Regions from separate parts of the Mus musculus genome. Here region 2 is linked to region 1. Evidence: chromatin contacts called from public HiChIP or PLAC-seq data. All regions are on one chromosome and are shown on one strand. Each heading gives the region's core, a stretch centred on a gene start, on an enhancer-like site or on the middle of the called end of the contact. The rest is flanking DNA. Distances are from core to core; before and after follow the strand shown.

Evidence for each region. HiChIP or PLAC-seq counts read pairs in DNA pulled down with a chosen protein or histone mark.
Region 2: a contact with region 1 is called in an H3K27ac HiChIP or PLAC-seq map of trophoblast stem cells, with 3 times the contacts expected there. The contact joins the promoter of Krt7 here to the enhancer-like site in region 1. A contact is called at or near these places in 7 of 39 promoter capture datasets (the 3T3-L1 cell line, the C10 cell line, cranial neural crest and 3 more), 14 of 484 Hi-C or Micro-C datasets (Sertoli cells, bone marrow-derived macrophages, embryonic stem cells and 8 more), 6 of 115 datasets of contacts at active chromatin or transcription factors (the HPC-7 cell line, acute myeloid leukemia, embryonic stem cells and 2 more) and 2 of 9 other capture datasets (adipose tissue and embryonic stem cells).

Annotation. Positions count from the first base shown.
Region 1 is chr15:101,323,385-101,329,983 of GRCm38.p6, forward strand. No RefSeq gene overlaps it. Among named protein-coding and RNA genes, the nearest start is that of Gm52200, 7.9 kb to the left of the region's middle. Within about 2 kb of position 4,152, at least 62 of the 459 cell types and tissues checked have an H3K27ac peak or open chromatin away from gene starts, as enhancers often do. A contact at or near this core is called in bone marrow-derived macrophages, palatal mesenchyme, pancreatic cancer cells and 2 more, where this site is marked.
Region 2 is chr15:101,408,575-101,415,092 of GRCm38.p6, forward strand. Krt7 (keratin 7) reads left to right here and starts at 3,829. Exons shown (of 9, transcript NM_033073.3): 1 at 3,829-4,205; 2 at 5,395-5,606. The coding sequence starts at 3,900. Gm671 (a long non-coding RNA gene) reads right to left here and starts at 3,618. Exons shown (of 4, transcript XR_384459.2): 1 at 3,529-3,618.

The sequences.
Region 1 (6,599 bases), core at 2,902-5,401:
ATCTATCTATTTATTTATTTATGACTCTGTTCCTTTTGTGTTTTAGACAGTGTCTTACTATGTTGCCCTGGCTAGCTTGGAATTTTCTATGTAGACCGGGCTGGCCTCAAACTCTCGGGGACCCACCTTCCTCTGCTTCCCATATACTGAGATGGGTTTGACATTCTTAGAGCAAGTACAGTCCCTTGTGGAGTGAGCCAGGGCTCAAGGCTTCCAGGGTGGGAAAGGCAGGTGGGACTCCCAGTCAAGAGGGTCAACTTAGGGGTCTGCAGAGGTGGCTCAGTGGTTCAGAGCTTGTACTTGCTGAACACCCACATGGCAATACACAATGACCTCTAATTCCAGCTCCAGGAGATTTAGTGCCCTCTTCTGGCCGCACAGGCACCTGCGCTCATATGCTACACCGCTCCCCAGACACAGGTATACAGGCATAGACACGTAATTAAAACGAAACTAAAGTAAAAATTTTTTAAGGGTGTTAACTCTTGGTGGTGCATACCTATAATCCCAGCATTTGGGAGCAAGAGGCAGAGGGATTGTGAGCTCAAGGCTGCTTTGGGCTGCGGATTATCTATCTATCTATCTATCTATCTATCTATCTATCTATCTATCTATCTATCTAATCATTTATCTGTCATCTATCATCTACCTAATCTATCATCTATCTACTTACCTATTATCTATCTATCTATCTATCTATCTATCTATCTATCTATCTATCTAATCATTTATTTGTCATCTATCGCCTACCTAATCTATCATCTATCTACTTACTTATTATCTATCTATCTATCTATCTATCTATCTATCTATCTATCTATCTATCTAATCATTTATCTGTCATCTATCATCTACCTAATCTATCATCTATCTACTTACCTATTATCTATCTATTTATCTATCTATCTATCTATCTATCTAGCTATCCATCCATCTATCATCTATCTATCTATCTATCTATCTATCTATCTATCTATCTATCTATCTATCATCTATCTGTCATCTATCTATCTAATCATTTATCTGTCATCTATCATCTACCTAATCTATTATCTATCTATCTATCTATCTATCTATCTATCTATCTATCTATCTACCTATCTGTCATCTACCTATCTGTTATCTATCTATCTGTCATCTATCTATCTATCTATCTATCTATCTATCTATCTATCTATCTATCTACCTATCTATCTACCTATCTGTCATCTACCTATCTGTCATCTACCTATCTGTCATCTATCTATCTGTCATCTATCTATCTATCTATCTATCTATCTATCTATCTACCTATCTGTCATCTATCTATCTATCTATCTATCTATCTATCTATCTACCTATCTACCTATCTGTCATCTATCTATCTATCTATCTATCTATCTATCTATCTATCTATCTCTCAAAGTCAACCAGTCAGACAAATCAAGCTCAAGCCTGGGAAGATGATGTGGTAGGTAGAGCATTTGCCATGCAAGTCTGATGACCTGCGTTTTGTTCCTGTAACCCACATAAAGGTAGGAGTAGAGGCCTCAGTCCACAAAGTTGTCTTCTGACCCCCACACTCACACCAAGGCATGTGTATACCCCACCCCAACACACTGGATGACAAATAGGACTTTTAGGTCAGCTGTTCACAATTGTATATCACCCCCATTTCCCAAATAAAGCTTTTCTTACCCTTTAATATTTAATAAATAAAATTTAAAAAGTCTTTAAAAAACAGTGCAAATGTCAACCAATTTTCCTCCCACAAGTACAGATATCAGTACCACCCTTGGACATTAGATAAATGCAGGGGTCATGGTCCCTAGGGCATGTCCATTAAATTCACCAGCCTGATGGTCAGAGAGATGGTGGAGCCTGACAGGTGGATGCAGACAATATATCTGTGACCAAGAAGGAACTCATCACAGCTGTCCAACATCTGGAAGATTCACCCAGGCCAGAGACTTAGCATAGGAACATCAACTGCAGCAGTCAGGAGAGAGCTCAGGAGGGTTTTCACGGGGGCGGGGGGGGGGGCGCAAAGTGGGCACGCGCATTGTTTGTAACCGTCCCTGTGGTGGTTTAAATGAGAATGGCCTCCACAGGCTCATAGATTTGGCTACTTGGTCCACAGTTGGTGCAACTATTTGGGAAGGATTAGGAGGTGTGTTCAGGGGCCAAGGTGAGCTTGGAAGTTTCAAAAGCATTCAAAAGTCATCAAAGATGGTTCATGCTGTGATCTATCTATCTATCTATCTATCTATCATCTATCTATCATCGCATCTGATTCATGCTTGTGGATCAAGATGTAAGCTCTCAGCGGCTATGCAAATACATTTCTGCTTGCCTGCTGCCATGTTCCCTACCACAAGGGCCATGTGCTCTAACCCTCAGGGACTGTGAGCCCAAATGAACACTTGATAAGCTGACCTGGTCATGGTGTCTTAGCCCCAGCAATAGGAATGTTACTAGAACAGTCCCCAGGACTGTTAAATCTCAGGACATCTGCAGAATGAAGGTGCCCAATTACATGATATTGTCAATAGGTGCTTGCCAGGTGAGCAAGTGTGGAAGTGTTCAACTTTTGAAGGCGTGGTGCGGTGGGGCCTTTGAGACGGTTTCCTGTAGGTAAGTGGGCCGGGAGCTGGCTGAGGGCCAGGATGACCATGAATTCCTGATCTTCCCTTACCCCACTTTGCTGAGCTAAATCCTAGACCTGAACCTCATGGAGATGCCCTCATGGTTCTCTTGGGAGGGCTAAGCCCATAGCCATGCCCCTTCCCCCTGGGAGGGCTAAGTCAATAGTCACCGCCCTTTCCCCCTGGGAGGTTAAAGCCATAGTCATGCCCTTCCTCCTGGGAGGGCTATCCCATAGCCACGCCCCTTCCCTGGGGGTGAGTCTAAGCCCAGAGTTACGCCCCTTCTCCTTGGGGGGCAGTCTAAACCCATAGTCACGCCCCTTCCCCCTGGGAGGGCTAAATCAATAGTCATGCCCTTCCTCCTAGGAGGGCTATCCCATAGCCACGCCCCTTCCCCTTGGGGGGCGGTCTAAACCCATAGTCACGCCCCTTCCCCTTAGGGGCTCTAAGTCCATAGTCACGGCCCCTTCTTGCAGAGATACTTAATTTTCACGAGTGTCTTAATTTTCTGTCCTAAGGATTCACCAACTTGGTGGCTTAAAACACCAGAAATCGATTACCTCACAGGTCTGTAAGTCCATGTTTATATCAAGGGGTCTGCAGGGCTGTGGCCCTGGTGAAGGCTCCAGGGCAGACCCTTCTTCTGCCTCCTTCTGCTGGCTTTTAGCAGCTTGGAGGATTCCGCAGTCCTCGTAGATTTGCTCTGAGCTCACCACGTGCCGGTGTATTCTTCTTGTCAGTTTCTCACAAGGATACCTGTCATTAGATTTAGGGTTCACTTGGGAACTAGAGGGGATCTCACTTGCATACTCCAGATGAAGTCATCCTCCCAGGTAGATTTTTCTGGGGCCATTGCTCAACTTACTTTAGGGTTTTTGATCTAAGCCATGTATGTTTCATAGGTGGGAGAAGATTCTGTGGGTTCCTGACGACCTCACCTGGAGGACTGCTTTGGCCTGTTTGGCAAGTTCGTCGGTTTCTCTTGTGTATGCACACTGGTGCCCCTCTCGAGTGGCTCATAGGGCTACCGGCAGCTCCCCCAGAAAGCTGTTTAGAGAGGAGGGTGGAGTAATGGGGCTATATAGAGAGGTTTGGTTAAGCCCTACTTCTGCCTGCTACAGGGACTCCACGGGTGGGTCCTCCTGTACAAACTCATTGACAGGAAGGGAACCCTTCCGTTGGTTCCCTCACCTTTCAGCCCAGGCCCACGTCACAATCTCACTCATCAGCTTCAGGGCACTACTCTGCCTACTTTTCGAGCTCCAGTCCAACCATCACTGAGTTGAAGGAAGACTCAAGCTGCAGCACCGCTTGCCTCTGTTTCCTAGTTCACTCACCCTTGCCAACTGCCTGGTGGCTTTCTTCACCAGCTCTGGTTCGGTCCCAAGAGCCTAAGGAGGTCTAGTCCTATGTTGTCCACTGGAGGGCGCTCCTGCTCCGTGGAACTTGCTGTTTCCCAGTGGGGGCAGGGCTGCGGCAGCTTTTCTGCGGGAGGTGGACAAGAGAGGCTGTTGAGCCTGCCCAGCAGGTCTGGGTGTGGTGTGAGGAAGCTGCAGGCCTGGGAGAGCTGGGTTATACACACATGGTTTAAAAGGTGTGTGTGTGTGTGTGTGTGTGTGTGTGTGTGTGTGTGTGTACATGAGGAGAAGGGCAGTCAGTGATGGTGTCAGTTGTAAATGTCCTGGTTCCTCTGACTCTCTCAGGCCTAGGGTCCCCACAGTTGTGTTGTAAGGACTCAGGTAAAAGACTGAGTCTGGCCCTGTCCACCCCCACTCCCTTCCACATTTTCACTCAAGGACAGCTTTGGAGTCTTATGTCACTCTTCTTATAAGTGAGATTCAAGCAACCATACATACTCCTGCCACAGGACCATCATGGGATGTGCTGGACATGCAGGGGTGTGGGGTGGGGATCTAGTTCGGAGTCAGGGTGGCAGGGGATGTCAGGTGGAGAGAGCTGGGCTGGAGAACCTATTGCTCAGAGGTGCAGGTGTGAAAATAGTGTGCAGGTGTGAAGTGTGTACCCAGGGGTGAAGAATGCCCAGGTATGAAGTATGTGCAGGTGTGAAGAGTGCACAGGTGTGAAGTGCTGCAGGTGTGAAGAGTGCCCAAGTGTGAAGAGTGCGCAGGTATGAAGTGTGTATCCAGGTGTGAAGAGTGTGCAGGTGTAAAGAGTGCCCAGGTATAAAGAGTGCCCAGGTGTGAAGAATGCCCAGGTGTGAAGTATGTGTGCAGGTGTGAAGTGTGTGCAGGTGTAAAGAGTGCCCAGGTGTGAAGAATACCAAAGCTGTTGCTGGGAGTCTGGGTGAGAGGGAAGAGGGCCTTTGGAGCTGGAACCTGGAGCCTGCCTTAGGGCTATAGGGAGGCCTAACATGGGCTGGAGGAGTATGGGGCTGGCCTGGAAGGAAAGATGGCTTTCACTGTGCCTGGGCACCATTTTGTACATCATGGGGTCCTGCTGGGTTGGGCTGGGTGTGGCTGGCAGACAGTGGATTCTTGGTTGCTGTGGTGGGTTGAGGGTCACTCCGTGATGAGGACTGCAGGCTGAAGGCGGAAGTGTTTGGAGGGTTGTGCTATTAACCCAGGCTTTTGAAAGACCCACATTGTGACAGGGAGAATCATCCCTCTGATGAACATGGGGTGAGTTGAGGTTGGACGGTGGGGGCAAGAAGGGCAGGGACCTGGGCCATGATGGCTGCTGGAGAGCAGGGCGGGTTTCCTAGGAGGAAGAACCTCTTCACTGAACTGAACTGAACTGAACTGAACTGAACTGAACTGAACTGGAGAATCTATGAGAATCTGCATCTCTACTTGGGACACCCTGGCCTGGGACCTGGCCTTACCTGTCCCCAATCTCCTGTCTCCCCTGGTTCCCACTGCCCACAAGTGGCTGTGACTCCTGGCTAGGATTCTGGTGTGAGCCCTGGTTATATGGAGACCTGGGATTGGGTAAAAGAGCTTCAGCCTCAACCCCACTGAGTGACGTGACATGACAGGGCCTCGTGTGTGTATGTGTGTGTGTGTGTGTGTGTGTGTGTGTGTGTGTGTCCTTGGCTCACCACTCTCTAAGCCAGGGCTCCTCATATGATGGTGACAGGCCCAGAAAAGAGTCACCAGGGATGGCCCTGCCTCCTCAGGGCTGAGGGTGAGAGGAAGCTGAAGGGAGTGGTGTCAGGGATTGTGGAATGTGGCCTCAGCTGGGGCTCAGAATCCCCTCAGCTGGCTATGGCAGCTGCCTTGGAAGTGGTTGAGGTTGTAGAGACTCAGACCAGCAAGCTAGCCCTGTGCTTCTCTCTAGATAGCAGCTGGCAGGGGTTTTAGGATGGAGAGGGGGTTTCCATAGCAGGAAGATCTGGGGGCTGGGAAGAACTTTTGGCCTTTATTCCAGGAGCCTGGGTTGCTGAGGGTTGAGGTGTGGGAGGGTATTGTTGCAGAGGGCTTCCAGCTGTGAGGCAGAGGGCTTCTAGCTGTGTAGCACAGTACACTTGACTGTGGAAATAGGGCAGGCCACAGCGGGACAGTAGGTCTGGAATCTATATGACTCTTGGGAGTCCTGGAATGGAACTGCTGGGGGACCTCAGGGAAAGATTGTCTTGTTTCAAGCCCTTGCTCCCCTGTGGTGAGTCACAGGCCGGGCATGCGGGCATCTATCCCACTGCTCTGGTCTACCCCAGGCACTGCTTTCTGAAGAGGGCTCCAGATGGTGGCTGTGGGTTGGGCCCAGGTGGGCAGTGAGGTCAGAAGCAGCTTGGAGCTTGGAGCAGGGCTGTGTCAGTGGTGAAGGCAGTGTGCTTCCGGAGTATGGACAGGAACCATGGTGGAGGGGCTGTGGAGTAGGGTCAGGGTTGGGTAACACTGGAATTTGTGGTGTGAGTGTGTCAGTCTGAGAGACAGGGTTTGGGATGGGATGGGATGGGTTTATATCTGAAACATGAAGAGAGGGACATATTAACGTTTGGAGAGACACACCTATCCC
Region 2 (6,518 bases), core at 2,579-5,078, 85 kb after region 1:
CAGATCTGGAATTGGAGTTGCAGATGGTTACAGACCTCCAAGTTGATGCTGGGAAAGGAACTCCATCCTTACACAAGGGCAGCCAGTGCTCTTGACCATGGAGTCATTTCTCCAGCCCCTGCTGATGTCTTTTAAATTCTGAGATCTTTTGCCAACTTTCCCTGCAGGAGGAGGTGACAATCAATAACCCCAGTAGCACAGCACAAGGCTGGAGTGCTGCTAACATGGGTTCAGTCTTCACTGGCTTCACAGGCACAAAAGGGTTTCAAGTCTACTGTTTGAGACAGAATCTTGCTGTGCAGCTCTGGCTGGTCGTCAGCTCACAGCCTTCACTGTCAGCTCCTGCCTTGCTTGGGTCATGGGCGTGTGTCACCATGCCTAGCCTGGCTTTGTGCCTCTATTCTTTTTCCTACCCCAGTTTGAGAGGTGCTGAGCAGTCCTTCATATTTGCAAGTAATTTTCTTTGTTATAATTGTATTTACTTTATTTATATATCATTTATTTATTTAGTATGTGTATGTGTGTACGTATGTGTATGTGTGTATACGTGTGTATGTGTGTATGTATATGTGTGTATGTATGAGTATTTATGTGTATATGGGTATTGTGTATGTATATGTGTGTATGTGTATATATATATGTGTGTGTGTATATATATGTGTGTATATATATGTGTGTATGTATATGTGTGTATGTGTACGTGTGTATATATATGTGTATATGTATATGTGTGTATGTGTACATGTGTATGTATGTATATATATGTGTATATGTATATGTGTATATGTATGTGTATATGTGTGTATGCATGTGTACATGCAGATGCCTTCAGGCACTCACAGAGGCTGATGGTATTGGCTCCCTGGAGCTAGAGTTGCAGGAAGATGTGAGTCACCTGACCTGAGTCTGGGAACTGAAATTGGGTGGTCTTAACCACAGATCCATCTCCCCCATCTCCCACGGTCCTAATCATCACCATTATTATTATTTTTTTAAAGTAATCTAGTGGTTCCAACTACTGGGGTTCAAATCTTAGCTTTTCTACATTTTAGCTGTGGGAGCTTGGGCAAGTGACTTAAATTATTTGTACTTCAATGTATTCTCTTCATATGAGGACCATACTGGGTTTGGTGAGACATGTCTATAATTCTAGCACTTAGGAAGCTGGGACGGGGTCATCAACAATCTGAGGCCAGCTTTGGCTACACGGTGACAGCCTGTCACAAAAGGTGGAGAGGTACAATACACCTCTGTGTCATAGGTTATATCATACGGACAAAATGGTTCAGTACGTTAAGCCGGCACATGCGCAGAAGATACCATGTAAACCACAGCCCACATTCTCCATGCCTGTTATGTTCTTCAGGATGGTGGTGTACAGTCAGGAAAGTAGCCTGCTGTCCATCACATCCTTCTCAGCCTGTGTCCCTCAGCTCCTTTGTGTTATGCTTGTATGCCCTGAAGTTTTTGTGTGTGCCACTATTAGAGATTGAGCATTGGTCCACATACATGCTGGTCACGCACTCTGCCATTGGCTACCTCCCCCAGTGGCTCACGCAGACTGCTAAATGGCTTTTAGTCTGATCAGCAGTCACAGTTCAAGATCATGAAAAAAAAAACTCCCCCCCCCCCCGGTCTAAGAATTAGAATGTGTGTTTTTTTTTTTTCTGGTCTTGAATACAAGTTATTATGTTTCTCCTGCTCTGTGAATGGAGCCACAATGTCCACTGGGCCAGGATTGCAGGGGCCAGGCATCCAGGTCAGGATTGGTGGATACAGGTAGTGCTAATAATCTGTGCTCACTGCTGTTGGTGGTTGGGTTCCAGAGGATGCTTAGCATAGTAGCCAAGAGAGTCAGGGGACAAGCAAAGTTTACACTTGGCATCGCTTAGTGTGAGTGTGAGTGTGAGTGTGAGTGAGTGTGTATGGTATGTGTGAATGTGTGGTGTGTGTTTGAATATGTGTGTGAATGTGTGTGTGTGAATGTGTGTATGTGAGTGTGTGTAGCCTCACTGAGTTAGGCAGAAGACAATGGAGGAGTTTGTGGGGCTAAGGCAAAATATAGGAGGTAGTCTCTCTAAGGTCTGCATGTGGTGAGAGGGGAGGGGAAGGAATGGGTAAGAGAGAGAGAAAGAGAGAGAGAGACAGAGAGAGACAGAGAGAGACTGGGTTCAGATGAACCACTAGGCTGTGAACTCTTTTGGGGCAGGAATTTGATGGGAGGTGTGGTGTCAGGGGCTGGCAGCCCTCTGTGAAACACTTCAAAGGACATTTGTGTGTGTGTGTGTGTGTGTGTGTGTGTGTGTGTGTGTTGCCTCCACCTGGCACTGAGTGGCCTCTCAGGTTGGTCTGGGAATGTGGGAGCAGGAGGAATCTAGCTAGCACTGGAGTTTTAAAGAATGTTCCAGGGAGGGGTAAGAGGCCCAGGGCAGATGTGGGGTAGGCTCAGGAATGAGGAAGTATTTCTCAAGCCTGTGTGTGGTGGTTATAGGGGGCCGAGGCCTGGACTGAAGTGCCCAGGTACTTTTGTCTGTGTGCTTCCCAGCTCTTGTTAGACCCTCATCCTGAAGGAGCTGTGGCTGAGGGGGCCAGGACCCGTCCAGGTCAGCGCACTAGCTGTGCCCTGCTGGGGCTCAGCTTGAGAAAGAGAAGGAGCTCTTGGTGTGGGTGAGAAACAACCTCCAAAGTGGGGGATGGGTGGCAGGGGCTGTAGCAGGATGGAAAGTGGGGTGCAGAGGGGGACAAAGGACTGAGGAAGCACCTTGAGGGGTAGGGAGTCTCCTTGAGAGCTTAGGGTTGTCTACCTGAAAAGGCAAAGCAGGAAGAATATGACATTCCCATCCTCCCCACCTAGGACGCCCCTAAAGGACCAGTCTCACTGCATGGAGCCAGAGGTGGGCTAAAGGCTGTCCAAGTGAGTCTGGGAAAACTGGAAGTCCAGGAGCACTCCGAGGAGCACTGAGCACACCACCACGGGTTACCACAGAGGCCAGTTTTAGTTGATTCCCTTGTCAGGCATAGCCTAGTGGGTTTGTAAGCAGGAAAAATGAGGCAGAGCAGGGAGGAACGTCTGGATGTGAACGGGAGACAGGACACACACATGTGCATACAAATGTGTTCAGTTGTGAATCCAGACCCCCCATGCACAGACTGCACTCATATACACTCACACTAGTGTGTTAGGGGTATGAGGGCACAGAAGGGTACGCACAGCCATCCCAGGAACCCATACAGTAGTTTGAGGAGGGGGTGAGGCAAGCCCTCTGAACTTGGATGGTGGGGAGGGCGCAGTTACTGAAACAGCTCTTCCCAGTAAGGATCGTCACAGGGCCAGGTTACTCAAGAACTGAGCTGAGCTCTCCAGTAGCAGCTGGGCCAGGAAGGAGAGTCCTAGGAAGCCTAGGGCTTCCCCAGCCAGTGGGTGAGGGGTTTCAACTTTCAGCAGGAGCTAAAGTTTGTCAGGCACTTCCTTTTGTAGCACTTGGCTTTCCTACTGGCCTCAGGAATCTAGGTATTCACTCCTCATACCTGCTCTAGGAAGCCTTCTCCTGCCAATTGTAAGGTGGTCTCTTTGCGGTCCAGAGATTTCTGGGCTGTGGGTATCTTGGACAACTTGCCTGAGGTGTGGGTGTCTCACGACGGCGTCTCGGCCTCCTGCAGACACTTCCCGAGTGGACGAAGAGCCTTGGGCGGCGGCTGGGGGCGGTGCGAGGGCAGAAGGCAGGCGGACAGGAAGGCCCTGGCTGCAGAGAAAGGTGGCCAGCGGCCAGCCCCGCCCTGTCCCCACCTGTGTGCGCTCAGCCTCCGCCCCGCATGGAGGAATAAAAGGTCGCAGACTGCCTGAGGTCAGGGAGTTCGCGCTGCTCCTCGCCTCGTCCAGCCAGCTGTGTCCAGCCGCTATGTCCATCCACTTCAGCTCTCGCTCCACTGCTTACCCGGGCCGCGGGGCTCAGGTGCGCCTGAGCTCGGGCCGCGCCAGCTTCGGCAGCAGGAGCCTCTATGGCCTGGGCTCATCAAGGCCTCGTGTGGCCGTGCGCTCCGCTTATGGGGGCCCGGTGGGCGCTGGCATCCGCGAGATCACCATCAATCAGAGCTTGCTGGCGCCGCTGAGTGTGGACATCGATCCCACCATCCAGCAGGTGCGCCAGGAGGAGCGCGAGCAGATCAAGACCCTCAACAACAAATTCGCCTCCTTCATCGACAAGGTGAGACAGCCTCAGTCGCACGGTTCTTTCCGGCCACGCCTTGCCCTGGGAGGCTGGTGTAGGTCTCTTTCCTCTTGTGTCTTCGGTGGGCTCTGTATAGTACTTCTCCTTACACCCTCCTTTAGTCTCCAAACTCCGCTCTGCCAACAAATGGCCTTGGGCCCCTCCCTTTCCTCAAGGACTCAAGGATTGCCCCCAAGTTCTCTCCAGCTTCCATAGTTGACTGGTCTCGGGGGATTTGGAGCCACTTTGTAACAGGTGTGAGGCTAGGAGCTCTGGAGGCCAAGGCCAGCAGTTAGTTCTTTGGTGTCTGGGTCCCTTTCCCTGGGAGGAGGTTGTGAGGAGTCAGGAATGGGGTGGGATGACTCCTCCTTTCTCCATGGGAGAACTTTGTATCTGAGGTAGATGCTGAGAATAAAGGCCTGGCGGAGGGAGGCTTCTGCCCTACTTACCTGCCCGTTCCTCTACCTTTTTTGTTGGTAGGAGGTAAGGTTACCTCTGCCTTTGCAGATGGCTCTGTGGGAGACTGGGACTTGGGAGAGGGGCCCTTTGGAAGGTATCTCCCTGGCTGTCCATCCCAGTCATTCATGGGCATCTAGGAAGCTGAGGCCTGCAGTCCTGCCTGTCCCTCTGGCTAGGACCAATCCCTTGCTTCACCGTCTCCCTTCCAGTCCTCCTGCCTGTACCGTTCTGTCCCAGAAATCCTTAAAAGAAACTTCCCAGACTGCTCTAGCCCCACTTCCTGCTCTATGCTGAGCTGTGCCATCCTAATCCAGCTCATGATTCCTCAGGCTGCTGGTTTCAAGGGCTTTTCTTGCCTCCCACCTTCAGGCTGAGATAAGAGGAAGGAGAGAAGATACTGAGGAAGAAAGAAAAATTCCAGCGTGGAAGGAGGGGCCAGTCCAGTCAGTCCCCTAATACCCTCTCACCCCCAGCTTCAGAGAAGAAAGGGGCTATTTAAGGGGCAGAGGTAGAAAATACCATTGAAGCAGAATTGGCTAGGAACAGTGTACTCCACTAAGCCAAGCACATCAACTCCATGGCTTACACTTGAAATAGGGTCCTAGGGATGAGGGGTAAGCACAACTAGTGGGCACATGGGCTCTGCTGCACAGTGGTTCCAGACTTTTCAACATCTGTGGTAGTAGAGTCTGGCCCCTCAGGTTCCTCCTCTTCCACACCCCTCCAGGTACGCTTCCTGGAACAGCAGAACAAGATGCTGGAGACCAAGTGGGCGCTGCTGCAGGAACAGAAGTCAGCCAAGAGCAGCCAGCTTCCCCGAATCTTTGAGGCTCAGATTGCTGGGCTGAGGCAGCAGCTCGAGACACTGCAGCTGGATGGGGGCCGCCTGGAGGTGGAACTGCGGAACATGCAGGATGTGGTGGAAGATTTCAAGAATAAGTAATGTCCCTGGTGCCTTTTGGAGGATCCCAGCCCTGGGGACAGTATGCCTCTCACACACAGACCCTCCACAAGTGTCCCTGGTTCAGACCTGGTCAGGGGTCAGAGTGCACAGCTGCTCAGCACTGGAATGGCTGGAGCTATGGCCTTTGTTGACACAGTCCCTGCCTCACCTCTCCTTCTTGCCCCCAGGGGCTGTTGCTGGGACATTCTGGTCATTTTTTCCCTCAGCTTAGTCAGAAATTACCCTGTCTACCCTGACAGTGCTAGTTCCTTTTTTGGTGCCTAAGTCCCTAGGCACCATGAGTAGAAGGTGTCCTATGACTGGAATGCTTCAGAACGTATAGCCCTCACAGATTATTCTAGGACAGCCTTTCCCACCTCATGCAGATGAAGAATTGGAAACCAGACTGTCTATGGGACTTAGTCAAAATCACATTGCAGGTCACAGGAAACTTGTTCTTGAAGTTGGGTCCTTAATTCCCAGGAGGGGCCAAAGAGCTGATATGAGAAGGAAAGAAACAGATGGAGTTAATGGTTTTGCATGACACAGCAGGGCTCAGGGCAAACTAGGGACGGAGCCACCAGAGACAGGAAGCCTGGGATTTGTGGGTACCTTTGAATGTCCCCGAAAACTCTTTTTTTCTCACTGAACAGAAAGCAAAGCCTAAGACTTGAGCGGGGCCCCTCCCCTGTTCCCCTCCTCCCCTGCCCCTGAGCACCGGGGACAGCTAGTGTGCTCTGTGTGTTGTTGTGTGACTAAGAGGGACCAGGCATACCAGCTCTGACCGGAGGAGAACAAACAGGACCTCTGGGGAGTGTCTCCCACCAGCTGCTTCCCTTGGGCAAAAGTCAACAGACAATCTCATAGAAGGTGGAACCAGACAGGTGCAGGGCAAGAGGATTCTGGGT